Linked DNA regions of Pan troglodytes: region 1 is linked to region 2. A link is a contact called in public capture Hi-C data. All regions are on one chromosome and are shown on one strand. The core of a region is the stretch at or near the end of the contact, and the rest is flanking DNA. Distances in the headings are between cores, read along the strand shown. Region 1 has its middle 13 kb from the start of TMEM92. Region 2 has its middle 5.7 kb from the start of H1-9.

The links. Capture Hi-C pulls out chosen DNA fragments and counts their contacts.
Region 1: a contact with region 2 is called in a capture Hi-C map of stem cell-derived neural stem cells, with 5 times the contacts expected there. The contact joins two enhancer-like sites. A contact is called at or near these places in 2 of 7 Hi-C or Micro-C datasets (induced pluripotent stem cells and stem cell-derived neural progenitor cells) and 1 of 1 other capture datasets (stem cell-derived neural stem cells).

What each region holds. Positions count from the first base shown.
Region 1 is chr19:63,424,472-63,428,243 of NHGRI_mPanTro3-v2.0_pri, reverse strand. No RefSeq gene overlaps it. Among named protein-coding and RNA genes, the nearest start is that of TMEM92, 13 kb to the right of the region's middle. Within about 2 kb of position 1,428, at least 2 of the 24 cell types and tissues checked have an H3K27ac peak or open chromatin away from gene starts, as enhancers often do. A contact at or near this core is called in induced pluripotent stem cells and stem cell-derived neural stem cells, where this site is marked.
Region 2 is chr19:63,318,071-63,321,870 of NHGRI_mPanTro3-v2.0_pri, reverse strand. No RefSeq gene overlaps it. Among named protein-coding and RNA genes, the nearest start is that of H1-9, 5.7 kb to the right of the region's middle. Within about 2 kb of position 1,535, at least 13 of the 24 cell types and tissues checked have an H3K27ac peak or open chromatin away from gene starts, as enhancers often do. A contact at or near this core is called in induced pluripotent stem cells and stem cell-derived neural stem cells, where this site is marked.

The DNA.
Region 1 (3,772 bases), core at 179-2,678, 110 kb before region 2:
TAGCCATGCTTGGATTTCAGACTTCTGGACTCCAGAACTGAGAGACAATAAATTTCTGTTCTTTTAAGCCACCCACTCTGTGGTTCTTTGCTACAGCAGCCTGAGGAAACACATAACCCTCTTTTCAGACTCTTGGGGTATTTTATTTTTATTTATTTTTTGTAGAGATGGGGTTTCACTTTGTTGCACAGGCTAGTCTCGAACTTCTGGGCTCAAGCTACCCTCCTGCCTAGACCTCCCAAAGTGCTGGGATTACAGGCCTGAGCCACCACGCCCCGACAAGGGGTTTTTATTTTTTAAAACAGCAGTGGCTGTTCACAAGTGCAGTCATGGTGTACTTCAACCTTGAACTCCTGGGCTCACTTGATCCTCCCGCTTCAGCCTGCGGAGCAGCTGGGACTACAGGTACATGCCACTGAACCCTGCAGAATCTTAGGGGGTTTTGAAGGAAGGAAGGGTCTCGTTTAAGTTTCTCCAGCCCCCAAGCTCCTTCCCTCCTCATGCCTTTGCATATGCTGACCCCTCTGGGAACCTGAATGGTGAAAATACAGCAGCCCTATGAAGACTGGGAGGAGGGCGTTGGGAGGGAGGGAAGTTCCAAGCAGAAAAGCCACCAAAGGCCCTGGGCCAGGCCAAGATTTGGGATAGTCAAGTCCCAGAGAGAAGGCAACTGTGGCTGCCATGCAGTGAGAAGGGAGGAGAAGTAGGAGAAGACGCTTGAGGGCAAGGGAGGGGCCACACACTGCCTAAGTCCTGCCAGCTACGGTCAGGGGTTTGAAGTTTATTCCAATGGGCAACTTTTTTAAAAAAATTTTTTTGAATAGGATCTCGCTCTGTCACCCAGGCTGGAGTACAGTGGTGCGATCACAGCTCACTGCAGCTTCAACCTCTTGATCTCTTAAGCAATCGTCCCACCTCAGTCTCCCCCTGCCCCACCTCCGCACTACCCCGCCCTGCCATCGGATAGCTGGGACCACAGACTCACACCACCATGAGTGAAGCCAAAAAATACAAAAATACTTTTTGTATTTTTTTGTAGAGACAGAGGTCTCTCTATGTTGCCCAGGCTGGTCTCGAACTCCTGGGCTCAAGCGATCCTCCCTCCCACCTTGGCCTCCCGAAGTGCTGGTATTACAGGAGTGAGCCATGGCGCCCAGCCCATTGGAGGATTTTTTTTTTTTGAGACGGAGTCTCGCTGTGTCACCCAGGCTGGAGTGCAGTGGCACGATCTCAGCTCACTGCAACCTCCGCCTCATTGGAGGATTTTAAGCACGGGAATAACAAGTCTTGTTTGCGCTTTAGAAAGATCTCCCTAAGTGCAGTGTGTGGGATAAACTGCAGGGGGCGAGATGGAGACAAGCCTGGAGGCAGAAATCAGGTAGTTCATTAGGATAGGCTGGGCTAGGGATGAAGGTGGCTTGCTCGAGGGCTGTAACCGTGAAATGGTAATAAGTGGGCCTAGGTCTATTTTGCAGGCAGCGCTGTCAGGATGATGGGGTGAGGGAAAAAGAAATCACAATAATTTCTTAGTGTTTTAGCCTACACAGCTGGGCGAATGGGGAGCGCCATCTATTCATGATAGGAGACCTTGGGAAGGACTGGATTTGAGGGGGTGGTGGAGGGAAATTCGAGCCTGCTTTTGGCTGGGAGATGCTCATTAGGCATCCAAGAGGAGGCGTGAGGTAGTTAAATATGTGAATCTGCGTCCCAGGGAGAAGTCTCGGCGGGAGATTAAGTCTTGAGATTCATCAGACCGGAGATGGTCTGTGAAGCCGCAGATCAGGATGACAGCCACTATGGGAATGAACGAAGATGAAGACCGGAGACCCCAAGACAGACCTCCGGGGCAGCCATCACTGAGAGAGGGCGGAGGAGGAGGGGGAAGTGAAGGCTCCTGAGGAGAACGCCATGTGGAGGAGGGAAACCAGGGGAAGGTGGAGTCGGAGACATTGGAAGAACAGGTAAGGAGGCCATGGCCAAGCGTGTCAAATGCCACTGAGATAGGCAGGGGAAGGGACCTTTGGCCTTGGTGACATGTAGGTCACTGATGATCTGGACTAGAGTCATCTCCTGTAAGGGTGGGGACAAACGGCTGCTTGGAGCAGCACAGAATGAAAGTGGGGAGGGGGGAGGTGGAACAGCAGATGCCAGAAGGGCTGGGGGCCTCCAGGGAGAGTTTCTAAAGGAGGAAGGCTGGGCATGTTATAAGCGGATGATAATGATCCGGGAAGGGGAGAAAGGCTCTGCAGAGACAACTGCAGGGCCAGGCCCTAAGGAGCAGGAGGGCTGGGGCCCAGTGCAGGCTGGAGGAGCACCATGCAGCTTCCACTGTGCTCTGGCGGGGGAAGGGGGCACGCGTGGATACTGGGTGGCAGGTGTGGGGCATGGAGGTGAGGTGTGCTGGTGTGGGTGCATCCTTTCTTTCTCTGAAGCGTGTGGTGGCATTGCCAGCTGAAATTGAGGTTGGGGGTGTGGGAGATTTGAAATGAGTCATTTCAAGAGCGGGGAAGTGAAGCTGTGAAAGCACATTGGAGGAACCGAGGGCCTGCGCGAAATGTGTGGTTTTGATTTGGAAATGAGTCTAGTCACACAGGGGTGCTGGTTCTTGAGCCATAGTTGGATCCAACTGGAGTTTGGAGTTTGGAGTTTCTCTGGGTGAGCACAGTGAATGGGGAAAAGGGGTAAAGGATGCAGGGTAGTGACTGTAAGGATGGTTTAAGGACATGGTGATGGCGCTGCCAACAGGCAAAGACTGCTGGCTCAGAGGGCTGGGTGGGCTCAGAGAATTGCTGGCATGGTGTGGTGGTGACACAGGACCTACCTGAGCTGGAAGTACAGGAGGTGATGTTCAGAGTGGGAGGCTTGAGGTGATCAGAGCTGACAAGATAGGGTATGTCCACTTGAGACTGTGGCCAAGGTAGAGTGGAGGAAAGCCTGTTGGTGTTAAGGAGCTTCTCTGAATATTCTTACTTGGCCCTTCCCAACTTTGTTTTTTGTTTGTTTGTTTATTTGTTTTGAGACGGAGTCTCGCTCTGTCACCCAGGCTGGAGTACAGTGGCGTAATCTCAGCTCACTGCAACCTCCGCCACCCAGGTTCAAGCGATTCTCGTGCCTTACCCTCCCAAGTAGCTGGGATTACAGGTGCCCACCACCACGCCCAGCTAATTTTTGTGCTTTTAGTAGACAGGATTTCACCATGTTGGCCAGGCTGGTCTCGAATTCCTGACCTCAAGTGATTTACCCACCTCAGCCTCCCAAAGTGCTGGGATTACAGGCATGAGCTACCGTGTTGGGCCCCTTCCCAACTTTGGATTCAGAGCTACGTCCTACCAGAGCCAGAAGGGGCCGCCCTCTTCACTGTACAGATGGGCACACCAACGCCTGGAGATGTTGGATGCAGAAGGTGAAATGTCAGAAGCTGGAGTCCTGCATCTCAGCTGGAGGGTGAGGTAAGATTCCTGCTGGTGTTTATCCCTCTCCTCACTTCCCTCAGCAGCAGCCCCTTTCTCCTCCCCTCCTGCATCCCTGGAGCAGTGCCTTAAGGCCCTCCTGCTTCAACATGCCCCCCACCCTACAGCCTTTCCTGCATTTCCCTGTCCTCTGGGGAGTCCCTGCAGATAGAAATTCAACTGCACAGCCACGAGGAATATCTCCTTGATGTTAACTAGACTGTGTTTCTTTACAAATATCTGGTGGCAGATCTCCAAATTCATTCATTCATTCATGCACCCATTTAATCTTCATTCATTCATTCCATCTTTCATTATTCACT
Region 2 (3,800 bases), core at 286-2,785:
ATGGAGATACAGGAAGAGCCATGAAACCAGCACAGCCCAATAAAGATACAACCCAAGGCGCGGATGTAATTTTTCATGATCTAGCAGCCATTTAAAAAAAGATAAAAAGGGCTGGGGGCGGTGGCTCACGCCTGTAATCCCAGCACTTTGGGAGGCCGAGGCGGGCGTATTGCCTGAGGTCAGGAGTTTGTGACCAGTCTGGCCAACATGGTGAAATCCTGTCTCTACTAAAAATACAAAAAAAAAATTAGCTGGGCCTGGTGGTGTGCGCCTGTAGTCCCAGCTACTCGGGAGGCTGAGGCAGGGAAATTGCTTGAACCAGGGAGGTGGAGGTTGCAGTGAGCCAGGATAGCGCCACTGCACTCCAGCCTGGGCAATGGAGCAAGACTCCATCTGAAAAAAAAAAAAAAGATAAAAAGGCTGGTGCTGTAGTGCATGTCCTAGCTACTCGGGAGGCTGATGCAGGAGGATCCCTTGAGGCCAGGAGTTTGAGACCAGCCTGGGCAACACAGCGAGACCCTATCTCTACAAAAAAAATTGTAAAAATTAGCCAGATATGGTGGTGAGTGCCTGTAATCCTAGCTACTTGGTGGCTGAGGCAGGAAGATCACTTGAGTTTGAGGTAACAGTAAGCTATGATCATGCCACTGCACTCCAGCCTGGGCAACATAATGAGACCTCATCTCAAAAGAATAAATAAGTATCTACAGGTAAAACTAATTTTAGCAATGTCTTTTATTTAACCTAATGTATCCCCAAATCCGATCGTTTCACCATTACACTGAGGTACATCTCAGTTTGGACTAGCCACATCTTAAGTGCTCACTAGCCACATGGCCTGAGGCTGCTGTACTCGATGGTGCAGCTCTAGGCAGCAGTTCCGTACCAAAGATCATACAAATTTAGGCTTCCACTCCCAATTCACAGGGAGAGATTGAACTTTTTACAAGGTGCAGGTGGAAATGGAGTTCATTTAGCCTGAATCTTAGGGGCCAGGGAGACCCCAGGGACCTCTGGCCTTGGGGGATTGTGTGTGCTTGCATGCAATAATGTGTCCATCCTTGGGAGCTGCCAGAGTGTCCAGTTCCCACAAATTCTCACAACAGCCCCAAGGCGGTTATGATGATCATCTTATAAGTAAACTAACCCTCAGCTGGCTGAGCCAGCTGTTGTGTGGCAGGATCATGATTCCAGTCCTGCTCCGGGGCAGCGTGCAGCAGGGGGCTGAGGCCGGCCCTAGGTGGCGCCTTGAGTCACCAGGTCTGGCTGATAGAGAGGTGGTGAGGGAATGTCTGAGCGTCAGGCCACGTGTGGGTGCTGTGTTTAGAAGGAAGGTGGAGGCCACCCACTGGGTAACAGGGGCAATGCCATCATGGGACTGGAGGAGGCAGGGGTGGAGCAGAGTGTGCAGCTGGGCCAAGTCTCCCGGTGGAGGTGGCGGTGGGGGCGGCTGCCCTTCTTTGTCCTGGGCTGTGGGGGGTGGAGCTTGACTGCTGGCTGGAATCTTGCACGCCAGGGAGGAGCTGTTGCCCAGTGGGGAGGCGCTAAGTATGTCTGTGCCCTCCCGGCATGCTGCCGGGGGCCTCTGGACGTGTGTGCCCAGGCAGGGCTCAGCGTCTTCTGCAGGCACGCCATCCTCCCAGCTACTTGTCTGGGCCGCTTCCTCTCAGGCCGGCAGCCAGGCTCCCGTGTGCTCTTTGGAGCTGAGCAGAGAGAAAGGCGCTGCCAAGACCCCAAGGCAAAGCCGGGAAGTGAGGAGCTGGCCTTGCACTCTCCCAGCCCTGGCCAGCACAGGAAGAGCACAGGAGGCCCAAGAGCTGCCTGGCTGCAGGGGGCGAGCCCAGAGATGAGGGGTGGGCAGCCTCTTCCTCAAGGGAGCAGGGATCAAGGAGCCACCCCAGACAGCAGGCTGGCTGCTGGAGCCTCCGGTCTGCGCAACTCCTGGTTTCCTTCAGGAGAAAGAAAGAAATAGCCAAGGAGAAGCCAGAGGCACCCGCTAGTCAAAGAACCCGTTTGGTTATGGCGTGGGCACCTAAAGAGCTAGTCATTCAACAGGCAATTATTAAGCACGTACACTACACCTCAGCCTGCCTCAGCAGATGCTCACGAAACCAGTGTTTGATGAGTTGATTGACTAACTAATGGGTACAGGGAGGCTCAGGAGATAATGGAAGAAGCTTTAGCCATGGCCTTGCTCAACCCCTGTGCCCTGAGAAGGGGAGCAACCTCCTTAAGAACACTGAGCACAGGAACGGTAGCTCACAGCGGTCATCCCAGCTACTCAGGAGGCTGAGGCAAGAGGACCACTTGAGGCCAGGAGTTCGGGACCAGCGTGGGCAATGTAGTGAGACCCTGGCTCTAAAAGAAAGAACGCTGAGCAAACCCAGACACATGGTGTCCTTTCATGCCTTCCTTCAGAACATCCTTCCTGAGCACTCACTGTGTGCAGGCACTGCACCTGCTGCAGGCTGAAAGAATTGTATGTTCTAGTGCGGAAGAGGACTCGGAATATGTGAGCCGAGACAGCGCAAATCCTCTCAGAGAGCAGGAAGGCCTCGCAGGGCAGGCAGTGGGACCGCAGTGGGACCACAGCGGGGACAGGGAAGGCCTCTCTGAGGAGGTGCCCTTTGGGCAAAGACAGAACCTGCAGTGAGGGGCTAGTTGTGTGGATGTGGGAGCCAGGGCCTCCCAGCAGAGGAAAAGGAGAAGGAGGCTGGAGTGGTGATGCCAGCCCTTGTCTGTGTTCTCTCGGAGTTGCCACTAGGGGAGGGCCTTGCCAGCTGTCCCTCTTTTAGCCGGGCCCCTCTCAGGCTGAGTCCCTGGCCTGTCCTCACGTGGGAGTGGGAGTATATGAGCCTGGATATGGCCAGATGGCAGTGATCGGGGCAGAATTGGCCCCATTTGGTTGTGTCCACCTGGGAAAAACAGGCTCAGGCCTTCTCATGGCCAGCTGAGCTCTTCCGAGCTCATGTGGGGTCAAGCTGTGCTAGCACCACTCAGCCCAACAAGGGTCCCAGGCTGTGCTGTGTCCTCTGCACCCCTGCCCATCTCTGGAGGAGCTCAGCAAGGCAGGGGGTAGTCCTTGAGCCTAGAGCATTCCGGGACCCGCATTCCAACCTCCCTCTTTCCATATCTTTTTTTTTTTTTTTTTTTTTTGAGACAGAGTTTTGCTCTGTCACCCAGGCTGGAATGCAGTGGTGTGATCTCGGCTCACTGCAACTCCACCTCCTGGGTTCAAGTGATTCTCCTGCCTCAGCCTCCCGAGTAGCAGGGATTACAGGTATGTGCCACCATGCCTGGCTAATTTTTGTATTTTTAGTAGAGATGGGGTTTCACTATGTTGGCCAGACTGGTCTCGAACTACTGACCTCAAGTGATCTGCCTGTTTTGGCCTCCCAAAGTGCTGGGATTACAGGCGTAAGCCACCACGCCCGGCCTCGCTCTCCATATCTAGATTGGCTTCTCTCCAAACACAACAGACAGAGGGACTCTCCCTCCAGGGAATCTTGAGGTGCCAAAGAAATCTACAGGTAAGGGTCTGGATTTCCTGCTTCCAGAACCCCTCAACCCTGTAGAAGGCAGGGTGGAGGCAGAAGTGCCAGGGTCAAATTCAAGCTTTGCCACTTGCTTGTTCTGTAACCTTGGGTAAGTCACTGACTCTCCCTTGGTCTCTGTTTCCTTGTCTGTGAAATGGGGATAGTGATCCAGGCATACCTCACTACCAGGTTCGTGGGAGGGCTACAGATAGCAGGTCCTTCCCTCTTTCTTCCAGAGAATTTGAGAAAACAGCAAAATGCCAA